2 separate regions of the Zea mays genome follow, and region 2 is linked to region 1. A link is a contact called in public Hi-C data. All regions are on one chromosome and are shown on one strand. Each heading gives the region's core, a stretch centred on a gene start, on an enhancer-like site or on the middle of the called end of the contact. The rest is flanking DNA. Distances are from core to core; before and after follow the strand shown. Region 1 holds the start of LOC103630830 (phosphate transporter PHO1-2-like). Region 2 holds the start of LOC100281863 (polygalacturonase).

Region 1 (6,383 bases), core at 180-2,679:
GGCAGCGTCATTTGTGCGTATATCTGAGTACTGCTTGATCCATTTTGAGTAAAACGCCTTCCAGCCATATGTTTTTTGCACATTCATAAAAAATCACAAAAAGTTTTTTAGTCTTCAAAACATGTGGATAGAATTTTTTTCATCTTATTCAACTGTAATTACGGGAATTCTCATATACTTTTTACCTGAGTACTTCCAATTATCTCCAATATATGGTGCTGAAAATTGGTAATTTCATCTTCTGAGAATATGTTGTCTTCAGTGACAAACTTGTTAGTACCATCAACATGAATCTACGAAAAGGGAAAGAAAATTTATGCCCAGTTTTTTTTCAATCTTGGCTGTTTTTTGTGTTATGTGGTTTCTTTTTTTTTTTGCCTTGTAGTTGTGTATTTGATGTGGTCGTTTTCAGCTAAGTCAGAGGATGTTCAGATCATGCAGATATAGTTCTTGGAGGCGGAGGGCAGAGGGCAAGTTCATGTGTAGCCTTTTTTTGTGTTTTGCGGCAGATCATCAGGGGAGGGAGGGGGGGCAAAAACTAATGGATAGTGTGTTAGTCTTCTATCCAATCGAAGAGGTAATACAAATATTTTTTTGCATATGTTAATCCAATTTGAACAAGTAATACAAACTAGGAGTGGGTGAGAAATCTATTTTGATATCTTCTAATTATCATGTTTTTTGTTGCAGGTGTTTTTTACATGGGGGGTACAAGAAAAATCCGAGCATGGGATGTTTTTTTCTTCTGCAAAAATCCAGGGGCATCAACTTTTTGAACAGAGAAGCATCAACAAAATGAGATGTCTAGCATGGTCTTCTGTCGTTCCATAGGCGAGAGACCACGAGCCTACACTCTGCAGACTATTTCAGCGCTAAACTGGTCCAACCTCAAGCTCTGAACTCTAAAGACCGAAGTACTCACTCAAGTGTATCATATAATTTTATTATTGTGATATCTATATTATCATAAGTAACAGACTATTAGTTAATATGTTATACTGACACCGACGCCTGTAATTTCTAGCTTCGCCCCTATGTAAGGACAACAACACCCCGTTGTGGCGCGCCACGCCCGACGCTCAGCACGGTGTGACCTACTGTGGAAATGTTGTTACTGTTACCGATCAACAACAAATGTGAATGCGAGGAGCATAAGTGAATGGGTTGTTGCTGATACGTAAGTATGTATGACTACTTGTACCCTCTGTTTTCTTCTAATATGCGGTGGATGTGGTATAATTCTTTACTTTGTTTTATCTGTACGTTATTTTGGTTGGACCTAACAGGTAGGTTCATACCTAAACTATTATAAGCCCAGCATCCCGGTCGCTAAGTTGATTGTTGGTTGGTCCCCTGCCTCATTATTTTGTCTTTCTGTCTGTCTGTCAAGCCTGTTTGAAATAGCTCATCTAATCTGATCTACCAGGATGCCTTTCATGCAGGTTCTGATGGCGGATTTCTTCATGGCTGACCAGCTAACCAGCCAGGTAAACTGTGCTCAGCCGTACACTAGGCATGCATGGAGAGCTAGCCATTGTACTTATTACGTTGCGGCTCAAAATGTCTTGTTTTGCAGATCCCACTGCTAAGACACCTCAAGTTCACGGGGTGCTACTTCATGGCTGAAACTTTCAGAACTCACGCGTATGGAAGTTGTACCAGCAGCTCCCAATACAAGAACCTGGCATATGTGCTCTCTTTCCTGCCATACTACTGGCGAGCAATGCAGGTAGATTGATATTGAACGAATCTAGCAGATCTATCTGCTCATCAGACTAACTAAAATGGTCTACTGCTGCATGCTAGTGTCTGAGAAGGTACTTGGAAGAAGGCCACGACATGAACCAGCTTGCTAACACCGGCAAGTACGTATCAGCGATGGTGTTTAAACCAGAAAGCGTCCCGTGGCACGGAAAACCATGGGAGCTCTGACTTTTGGTTGGGGTGAAAGAGTGGGTAGAGATGTTGTGTTGTTTATTTCGAGCATGGGATTTTTTTTCTTCTGCAAAAATCTAGGGGGCCTCAACTTTTTTGAACAGAGAAGCATCAACAAAATGAGATGGGGGGCAAAGATGAGTATACCTTTTCAATTTCTTTGCCTCTTCTATCTTCCTCTGTCATCATCATGTACTTTGTATCCTCATAGACATTGAGCGTTCTGTTTTTTTCCTGGAGAGGGGGGGAGGGTTTTGTGTTGGCCGCTGGCGGCTGGGGTGGAGGGCTGGCGGCTGGGGTTCTGTGGTTTTGTGTTGGGGGCTGCTGGTGGCTGGCTGGAGGGCTGGCGGCTGGGGGGTTGTGTACTGCACTGGGCTTGTTTTGTTGCCTTTTTTATGTGTACTACATTTGGGCTGGTAGGCGGTACATGGATGGCCCAATACCAGATTTAGTTTTTTCATAGTTTCGTTGGGCTTTTTTTGTTGTCCTCTTATTAGTGGGCCTTTTTATGTTTTTATCATATTTTTTAAAGGTTCATTTTTTTTCAGGGACGGTACATGGATGGCCCAATACCAGATATATTTTTGTACCCATTATAAAAAAAGATATATTCAATATTTTTTGAACATGTTATGAGTATCTTATACGTACATCCACTCGAAAAAACAAAAACTACCTCCTTTTTGGTTATGCAATTCCACACACGTTTTTTTTATGTTCCATTGTATTTTCTGTATTTTTTAGGTCGAATGTCGTGATGCCAAGTGTGATGTTATTTTTTTGAATTAATCCTTTTAGTATTTTTTTGTTATTATTTTTTCATCATTTTTTGTTTGTTATTTTTTGAGTATGGGATCTCTTTTTTTGTTTTAGTTTGGTTTTTATAGGTTCTAAAAGGAACCGAGTGTCAAGGAAAAAGAGGAAGTTGTATATTTTATCCCCTGGATGTTAATTGCAAAAAAAAAGTTGACCACTGCCCATTTCTTTTGACCTTGCTAGCTCTAATGACATCTGAAAAAACAAAATTCCAAATTTTTTACATATGACATGATGACAATCCATTTAGACATAAACAAAATAATACACTATGCACACTATCCTTATAGCATTATCAAAAGAATGGGCAGTGGTCAACTTTTTTGCTGCACGATGCAATGTCCGGGGGGATCTCATTAAGTGTGGAGTCATGAAGGGCATTTTGTAAGTTTATATTTCTCATTTTTTTGTTTCACATTTCTGTATATTTTTTTCATTGTTTTTTGGTATTGTTTTTCATCATGTTCTTATTCAATTGTATTTTGTATTTTTGCAGATGATTTGAACGCGCCCTTTTTTGCTACATTTGATGAGAATCCTTCAATGAGACGGTCTCCTGCCGTAAGAAGAAGGTTGAAGATATGTTTGGGCAAGTCAGATGTAAGCTTACTGGAGCAGAACAAGTTTTCTCTCATGTTTATGTTCTGTTTTAGTTTCCCACTGTTTTTTGTGCTTTAGTGCTCACACCAAAGGAGTTTCCTTTTTTTGTACTTCCTTTCCCTTTTTGTCATATGCTGTTTTGGTAATGAAATGTTCGTTTGTTCCTTTTTGTAATAGGGATCTGGCCCAGAACAAGCTTAACGGCGACATCCCTAGGCTCATCTACTAGAATGGTGTACTGCAATCCCTGTAAGAGCTCTACATCATTTTTTGTTTTTGCTCAAGGTTCAAGATGTTTTTTGGGTGATAACATATGTTACCTTGGTTCCATAGAGGCTTGAGTGGTAATAACTGAATGGAACTTTTTTTGTCACCTGATATGTGCCAACTGAGTGGTATATGGTTCTTTTTTTGTAAGTTTACTGCCCTGCTCCATTGTGTGTCCTGATGCATAAGATGCAGTTTGATCTTTATTGACATTGGTTGTGCTCCATATCTGCAGTGACATAAGGGGGAACACTATCAGAGGAACAATTCTAGACGAAACAGCACTAGCTTTTTTGAGATTATGTATGTTGTTTCTTTGCGATTCTGTTGGTGTTTTTGGTTGTCCTTTTTAGATTAGGATGCTATGACGCGAATTTTCCTTTTTTGTATTTGGCATGCAGGGACATTTCATACAACCAATTCTCTAGAGAAATAACCTATGACATAGGTTAACTTCAATTAGCCGCACTGCAAGTCTTCCTAATGTTTTGAATTTTTTTTACTTCAGCAGACTTGTGTACTCATATCTTTCCCTCATTGTAAGATGTTACTATTATGTTTTTTTGTGTTGTAAGTTGTTATTATCATTTTTTTTGTTTTAAGATTTTATTTTGTAGCTTTTGTGTTTCATATTATGCGGCTACCATGTTATTGTATTTGTCGGGGACCATAATTAGGGGTACCCCCAAGACTCCTAATCTCAGCTGGTAACCCCCATCAGCACAAAGCTGCAAAGGCCTGATGGGCGTGATTACGGTCAAGGCTCCGTCCACTCAAGGGACACGATCTCGTCTCGCCCGAGCCCAACCTCGGGCAGGAACAGTAGACCAAGGCAGATTCACGCCTCGCCCGAGGGTCTCCTCAAACAACGGACGCACCTTCGACTCGCCTGAGGCCCAGCTCGGGTAGGCTTCGTGGAGAAGCAACCTTGGTCAGATCGCCACGCCAACCGACCGTATCGCAGGAGCATTCAATGCAAGGATCGCCTGACACCTTATCATGACGCACGCTCTTCAGTCGACAAGGCCGAAGTGACCGCAGTCACTTCGCCCCTCCACTGGCTGACCTGACAGGAAAACAGCGCCGCCTGCGCTGCTCCGACTACTGTGCCACCCGTCAGGGTGAGGCTGATAGCCGCCAAGACCGGCCTCAGGCGCCATAGGAAGCTCCGCCTCGCCTGACCCCAGGGCTCGGACTCAACCTCGACCTCGGACGACGGACTCCGCCTCGCCCGACCCCAGGGCTCGGACTCAACCTCGACCTTGGATGACGGACTCCGCCTCGCCCGACTCCAGGGCTCGGACTCAGCCTCGACCTCGGAAGACGGTCTCCGCCTCGCCCGACCCCAGGGCTCGGACTCAGCCTCGTCCTCGAAAGACGGTCTCCGCCTCGCGCGACCCCAGGGCTTGGACTCAACCTCGACCCCGGGCGACGGACTCCGCCTCGCCCGACCCCAGGGCTCAAACTCAGCCTCGACCTCGGAAGACGATCTCCGCCTCGCCCGACCCCAGGGCTCGGACTCAGCCTCGGCTCTGGAAGACGGTCTCCGCCTTGCCCGACCCCAGGGCTCGGACTCAGCCTCGACTCCGGAAGACGGTCTCCGCCTCGCCCGACCCCAGGGTTCGGACTCAGCCTCGACCTCGGAGGAGTCACTGCCTCGCCCGACCTCAGGCTCGGACCGACCATGTCACAAGGGGGGCCAGCATTACCCTACCCCTAGCTAGCTCAGGCTACGGGGAACAAGACCGGCGTCCCATCTGGCTCGCCCCGGTAAAACAGGCAATGATGGCACCCCGCGTGCTCCATGACGACGGCAGTTCTCAGCCCCTTACAGAAGCAAGGAGACGTCAGCAAGGATCCGACAGCCCCGACAGCTTTACTTCCATAGGGCCCAAGCGCTCCTCCGACAGCCATGACATCACATGAACAGGGCGCCAAAACCTCTCCGACACCCACGACGGCATGTACATAGGACTCTGGCTTCCCTCTGCTAGACACGTTAGCACATTGCTACAACCCCCATTGTACACCTGGGCCCTCTCCTTACATCTATAAAAGGAAGGTCTAGGGCTCTCGTACGAGAAGGTGGCCGCGCGGGAGAACGGGCAGACGCACAAGGCTCTCGCTCTCTCTCTCTCTCTCCCTCGTGAACGCTTGTAACCCCCTACTGCAAGCGCATACGCCCTGGGCGCAGGACAACACGAGGCCACGGTTTCCCCTTACTGTTTTCCCCCTTTGTGTTCCGTCTCGCACCGACCCATCTGGGCTGGGACACGCAGCGACAATTTACTCGTCGGTCCAGGGACCCCCCGGGGTCGAAACGCCGACAGTTGGCGCGCCAGGTAGGGGCCTGCTGCGTGTTGACGAACAGCTTCCCGTCAAGCTCTAGATGGGTAGTCTCCAGCAACCTCTCCAACCCGGGATGGTGCTCCGTTTCGGGAGCCTTGAGTTCATGTCCCTCGACGGCAGCTATGACATGATACTCCTTCCTCCGCTGCGCGACAACGACAATGGCGGCTGTCAGCCCGCCCATCGGCGGCGGAATCGACGACGTCTTCCCCACGTGACGGAAGAGCAACATCCGGGTCTGTCCCATCACCTTCCTCGCCGACGGAGGAGGAGGCAGGGTAGGCATGGCCAAGCAGGAGGCGGCACCTCGTCGGCTGTCGAGCGAGTTGACGGCGTCGGCGCCCCAACGGGGGACACGTCGGGCGTTGACCTCGCGTCTGAGACAAAGACGAGCGTTGTTTCCCCGCAACACGCCA
Region 2 (6,308 bases), core at 621-3,120, 430 kb before region 1:
AGGTAATTTTTTTTTTTAAAAAAAATCACGAGACTGTCTTCGCACAGAAGTCGTATTTTACATGACCTTTCTGACGTAAAACTTATTGTGTGCTGTTGTATTACATTTATAACTTATAGGCACTCCGTTATATGAATGGATGCAGTCTCAACCGTCTCTTTGAAAACTGATACAAAAGCTTTAGAGTTGTACATGCATTGATCAGAGGTAGATATGATTTTTTTTGTAGAGAAGACCATAAACAATATTTAATAAATTATATATAGTTCAATATAATTTAACTTAATAGACTACATGGTTTTATCTAACGCACAAACAAAAAATAACCAATGTTTATTGAATCAATCGTTATTTTATATCCTTAACTACTTAAAAACTAGTATTAATATAATTAGCCTACATTTATATGTTTGTACAAACCATTGAGGCCATCGCCAGGCCGGCCCTACTAGCCCCCCTCCCCTTTCTACGCCAGTGGCCCTGATAGCTTGTTTTAGCACAAACAAACCCATTTTCACAATTTTTCAAAATAAAAAGAGCACCTCCAATTCTTGGCGCTGTTTTTGGATTGGAACAAAGACCTTTGTTAGGTAGTGTTTGGTTGAAGAGCCAAGTAGAACGGAACCATTCTGTCCCAGTTTTGTTATTGTTTGGTTACAAAGTAATTAGAACGGAATGACTCCAATTAGGGAATATTCTCCTCAGATCCGGAACCATTCCGCTCCAAAAGATCAATGAGACGGAGCCGCTCCGTTCCAATCCCGCTCTCACAGTCACGCTCCGTTCCGTTCACTCTGCAACCAAACAAAAAACAGAACCGCTCCGTTCCAGGTTACCAAACACAAAACAGAGCGGCTCCGTTCCTAGAATCAGGAATGGAACGGCTCCGTTCTACTTGGCTCCTCAACCAAACACTACTTTTATATTCTTAGCTGATCCTGAGCATCATCTATGCTGTGCGCTAAACATTGCATTATTGGATATATTCATATGTAAACAATTTTCTACAAAAAAAATATATTTGGTCTGTTTCCTGTATGATGACTGTGATAGCAACAGTGTAAGAAGATTTGGGCCCAAAACCTAGATTTGGGCCTCCGTCGTCCGCTGTAGCAGTACTATGTAGCCCAGTAAAACCAATCTACGCACAAGTTTCTTACAGTTGCATGCACGCGTGGTCCACGTGCTACAGTAAAGCCTTCCAACGGTCCACATCTGTCGGTAGGGCTAGCAAGGAGTCGCAATCCTCTTTCATTTATTATACATACATTGATTGATTATTTATATATTATATATGGTGGCATATATATACAATTGCTATATTATTACGATCTTGTCGCTCTCCTCTTAAATATATTTCCTCCGTTTTATTTTAGTGTCGCTGGATAGTGCAAAATTGAACTATCCAGCGATAACTTAAAAAAACGAAGGGAGTAATTGTTCTAACATAAGCCAGGTGTGGATATGGATGTAGAAAAATTCTCTTGTTCTAACATAAACAATACTTGATCTCGGCATTGCGTTGTACTAGCACGCACTGGAGCTCGCCGTCGTGGCTCCACCTCGCCTGAAGCTTCGCCTGTCTGCTGGCTGTCAGCGTGGGGCGTGGCCGCTGCTTCGTCATCGCGGCCGGTTGCCGTGAGCAGAGGGGGCCTCAGCATGGGCTCAGTCGAACAAATGCTCAGCCTACATAAAACGACTGACCAGATCCAGCCCAACAAGTATAAAACATGATCGCTTAGCAAAAGCAAGCACCTGGCCGGGCGGGCCGTTCTGGGCCGGTCCATCCGTTTCCGACACGCTCACGCAATTCGGGCGAAAAGAACAGAAAAGCATCTGTCTCGGTTACGTCTCTTTTTCTCTCTCTCTCTCTATCGGCCGCGTCCGGCGTCCCGTCCAAAAAGGGAAAGCGATGCGCGTGGCGTGGCGGCACTTCCTCCTCCGCCTGCCTCGCCCGCCATGGCCGCGCGCGCCAAGGCCGCCGCCGTCGACGACCACGACCCCATGCCGCCACCGCTGCCGCTCCCATGGCCGCGCCCAGCGCCGCTCCTCGTCATGCTGTCCCTGCTCGCCACGGCCTCCTACCTGGCCCTCACGCGCTTTCCCGCCGCGCTCCTCCCGATCGCCCCTCGCTCTCGCCCCCACGACGCGCCCGCGCACGCGCCCGGGGACAGCTGCGCGGGGTTCTACGCGGGCGCGGGGCCGGCGCGCGAGGTGTGGGCGTCCGTCGAGGAGTTCGGGGCCGTGGGCGACGGGGCCACGCTCAACACCGCGGCGTTCCGGCGCGCCGTCGCGGAGCTGGGCGCGAGGGCCGTCGGTGGGGGAGGGGCCAGGCTCGACGTGCCCCCCGGGAGGTGGCTCACGGGCAGCTTCAACCTCACCAGCCGCTTCACCCTCTTCCTGCACCGCGGCGCGGTCATCCTCGGCTCCCAGGTTAACGGTTCATTCATTTCTTCTTTCTTTCTTTGTTTAGACAGTAATTAATACAGTAGTAGCAGTGCCAAATGCTGCATCGGCTTCGCTGTAGGAGCTAGGATTCTATTCTAGGAGGTGGTTTGAAATTTTGCTCAGCGTTTCTGCTCAAGCATAGCATGCAATGCATGCGCACAACAAAACGCGTGGTTTAATTTGCTTGCTCGATCAGTGGCCTGGCTATGCATGGACAAGAAATTTGTTCGTTACATTGGTGGGTTCAGAAATTTCCAAAGCCTTGCGTAACCGGCCCTCCAAACATTGGGATGCTCGTCGTCGTCAAACTAGGTAGATTCGGCGCTTGTGCTGTCACATGCATGCCATGATCCGTGTGCAGACAGATACTAAATGTATTGGAGAAGTCACATGCTTGGCCATGGACGGTCGCCTGGTTCTCTGCTGCTTCCTTGTGAACTCTGCCACCACATTATCTGTGTGCCTTTGCTTTGTCCCCACTGCATGCTATGCTGCTTCCATTCCACCTGGACTGGGGTTGCTGGCCCGAGTTGAAGCCTCTTTTGTACTTTACATTGCTTCCACCTTCCTCTTATCTGTCGTCTGTGCTAAAGCCAATAGAGAGGGTAGCTGTGTCACTTCTCCTGCTACAGCTACTTCCAATTCCAACAGAACAAACAAGCTAGTATTAGCTACTGCATGGGAAATGGTGAGCTTCAGTTGGAACACACTGATCATAATAATCGTAAGCCATCTTGCGTCTTTTACAGCTAATGCCTGTTCCAAAATATTGTGAACGCCAGTCTATGCCCATTTTGTTTGTTTGTTTGTTTTTTCCCATCTGTGTCAACCAAGGCAAAAAGACACAGCTGCATGTGTGATCTGTATTACACTACTGTAGAGTCTGTAGTACAGTACTGTAGAGTCATTATCAGGCCATTCATTTATAATGGCAACAGGATGGCTTTATAATTGAATTGATACCCACCATGTTAGATATATATATTCTGTATTGAATACTTGTGTATTCAATCCACATTTAACTAGGCGAATGATGCCCAGCGCTTCGATCGTAGCTGTGTACGTATGCTCATTACAAAGCTGTATAGAGTATTTTATTCACTAGCAAGCTGGACTATCATGTGCAGGATCCAGAAGAGTGGCCTCTCATTACCCCTTTGCCGTCTTACGGGCGCGGGAGAGAGCGGTTAGGACCACGCCACATCAGCCTCATTCACGGAGAGGGCTTAAACGATGTTGTTATTACCGGTACGAACGAATTTCTAGCTATATATGTCTACTTTCATGATCGGGTAATAAATAAAATATTTTTTTTTTGCCTCATCGCGTTAACAAACATCGTCAGGTAGCAACGGGACCATAGATGGGCAAGGTCATATGTGGTGGGAGCTATGGCGGAACCGAACCTTGAACCACACGAGAGGCCATCTCATCGAGCTTGTGAACTCAACCAACGTCCTGATATCCAGTGTCACGCTGAGCAACTCCCCTTTCTGGACAGTACACCCGGTCTACTGCAGGTCAGTTCTAGCGAGCTGGTTCGATCCGTTGCATTTCCTGCTAGAGGAACATTTCCATTCTATTTCTATGTAAATGAATGAAGTGCTGGGAAAGTGATTTTTTTTATTTTTGATATTCGTTTGTCAGCAACGTGGTGATGAAGGATTTGACCATACTGGCTCCCCTGGATGCTCCAAACACAGATGGCATTGATCCAGGTCTCTGCGCTAGCTGTTACTTTCATTACCATTAACAACTCGATCTCTACTGACAGCTTCTCTCGCTGATTGGAACAATAATAATGGCAGACTCGAGCTCTGAAGTTTGCATCGAAGACTGCTACATCGAAAGCGGAGACGACCTCGTGGCCGTCAAGAGTGGCTGGGACCAGTACGGGATCTCATTTGGCAAGCCGAGCACGAACATCGTCATCCAGAGGGTTTCGGGCACGACTCCGACGTGCTCGGGCGTAGGCTTCGGCAGCGAGATGTCAGGAGGCATATCTAACGTGCTCGTCCGTGACCTCCACGTGTGGAATTCGGCGCAGGCCGTGAGGCTCAAGACCGACGTAGGGAGGGGTGGCTACATCACCAACATCACCATAGCCAGTGTGGCCATGGAGAAGGTCAAGGTGCCGATAAGGTTCAGCCGAGGCGCAGATGACCATCCTGACGACAGGTATGACCCGGCCGCGCTGCCGAGGATCAGCAACGTGCTGGTCAGCGACGTCGTCGGTGTACACCTGCAGCGAGCACCGATGCTGGAGGCAGTGCCTGGCGCAGTTTATGAGGGGATCTGCTTCAGGAACTTCAGCTTCAGAGGGATAAGGCGGCAGCAGGACAGCAGGTGGCATTGCGAGTCTGTGTATGGAGAGGCGCATGACGTTTTCCCTGCACCGTGTGAAGAGTTCAGGAGAGATGGATCCTCCTCCTGGTGTGGACTTCTTTGACCAACTACTCTATCTAGTAGTAGTACATACTACAGCGCCCACAAGTTTTGGGAGTGGATGATATAGGTTTTTTAGATTATACAGACAAACTCAATTTTTTAAACTTTAATTAGTCTTCTGTTTTCGAATGGGGTTAGAAATATGTGTTGGGCACCAAATAGACGGGCGACGGTCTGCGGTACCTTGCAGCACACAACAGTACCTCCTCTCTCAATCAGCACCACCAAAACACTAAGACGAACCAGGCTTCCTTCCCCTCTCTCAATCAGCAGTACCACCCAGCAGCAGTTCTTCTCCCACCACCACCTGAACGAACGCAAGCTGCAGGACCGCACCAGTAAGGCTGGAAACGAGCCGAGCTCGGCTCAGCTCGGCCCGTTCATTAAACGAGTTGGGAACAGAGGCTCGCCGAGCTCGGCTCGTTCATTAAACGAGTTGGGAACAGAGGCTCGGCTCGGCTCGTTATAGGCTCACAAGCCAGAATAGAAATGCAGTCCAGAATTCTAGATTATAGGAAATATAACATTAATAGTTCATCAGTTGCACTTGATACTTATAGTTATTCATCCAACTAATGAAATATATAAATATGATGCATCCAACAATACAATAATACAAAATAAGAAGTGTCAGGTACTCAAGTCTCCATGATTCATAGCAGCATGACAACATATATTGTCTAAACAGAACAGATACTTGCATTTGCATAGTTCATTGCACCTAATACAGATACTTGCATTTGCATAGTTGCATTTCTTCATCCAAAAACTAAAAAGTAGATTACAGAACAGTTCATCCATGCTTGTTGTCCACCAAAAATAGAACATAAACAAATACAAATAAGAGAACCATGACCATGAATCCATGATGTCCATTCAGGTTCAGCCATGACCAATTGACCATGATGTCCATTCAGGTCCAGGCCATTCAGGTTCAGCCATGTAGACTCCATCCAACAATCCATTACAAAAATCATCAGTCCTACTCCAAGTCTCCAACTCTAATTTTGATAGATATCACAATAGAAAAAATATAACAAGTTAGATCCAAATGCAAAGTAAACTTAAAATAAGTATTGAATGGACACTTTTAAAGAAAAAACCACTCAACTAGCTAAGCATAATACAAACTTACAAAAGGATAATCTAGTTGCTCTCCACCAAACTTTTTGGAAATGAAATGTTTTCGACATCGTCCTCTTGCTCCTAAAAATAAATAGAGTAATTTGATTGAGTGGTTTAAAGAAACCTACTATAATAAAACAATACAAGAATAGCATAGTACCAATACATACCACATATGTAAAACTCCCATCATGTGCACCTCGAATCCAACTAGAGGAGCATACCAATGCCTCCACCGTAGAAGGGCTTAGAGAGCTACGATAGTCATCTAGAGTTCGACCACTAGC

Evidence for each region. Hi-C and Micro-C count contacts between places; a contact is called where the count stands out from the background.
Region 2: a Hi-C map of leaf shows a contact between it and region 1, with 7 times the contacts expected there. The contact joins the promoter of LOC100281863 here to the promoter of LOC103630830 in region 1. A contact is called at or near these places in 5 of 25 Hi-C or Micro-C datasets (bundle sheath, endosperm, leaf and 1 more).

What each region holds. Positions count from the first base shown.
Region 1 is chr6:6,099,852-6,106,234 of Zm-B73-REFERENCE-NAM-5.0, reverse strand. It overlaps LOC103630830 (phosphate transporter PHO1-2-like), which reads left to right and starts at 1,429. Exons shown (of 3, transcript XM_008651883.2): 1 at 1,429-1,487; 2 at 1,577-1,729; 3 at 1,807-1,968. The coding sequence starts at 1,437. The coding sequence ends at 1,932.
Region 2 is chr6:6,532,923-6,539,230 of Zm-B73-REFERENCE-NAM-5.0, reverse strand. LOC100281863 (polygalacturonase) reads left to right here and starts at 1,870. Exons shown (of 5, transcript NM_001154783.3): 1 at 1,870-2,433; 2 at 3,576-3,696; 3 at 3,794-3,968; 4 at 4,096-4,166; 5 at 4,257-5,023. The coding sequence starts at 1,960. The coding sequence ends at 4,897. LOC103628932 (pentatricopeptide repeat-containing protein At2g33760) reads right to left here. Exons shown (of 5, transcript XM_035959861.1): 3 at 6,192-6,308; 4 at 6,032-6,102; 5 at 5,486-5,897.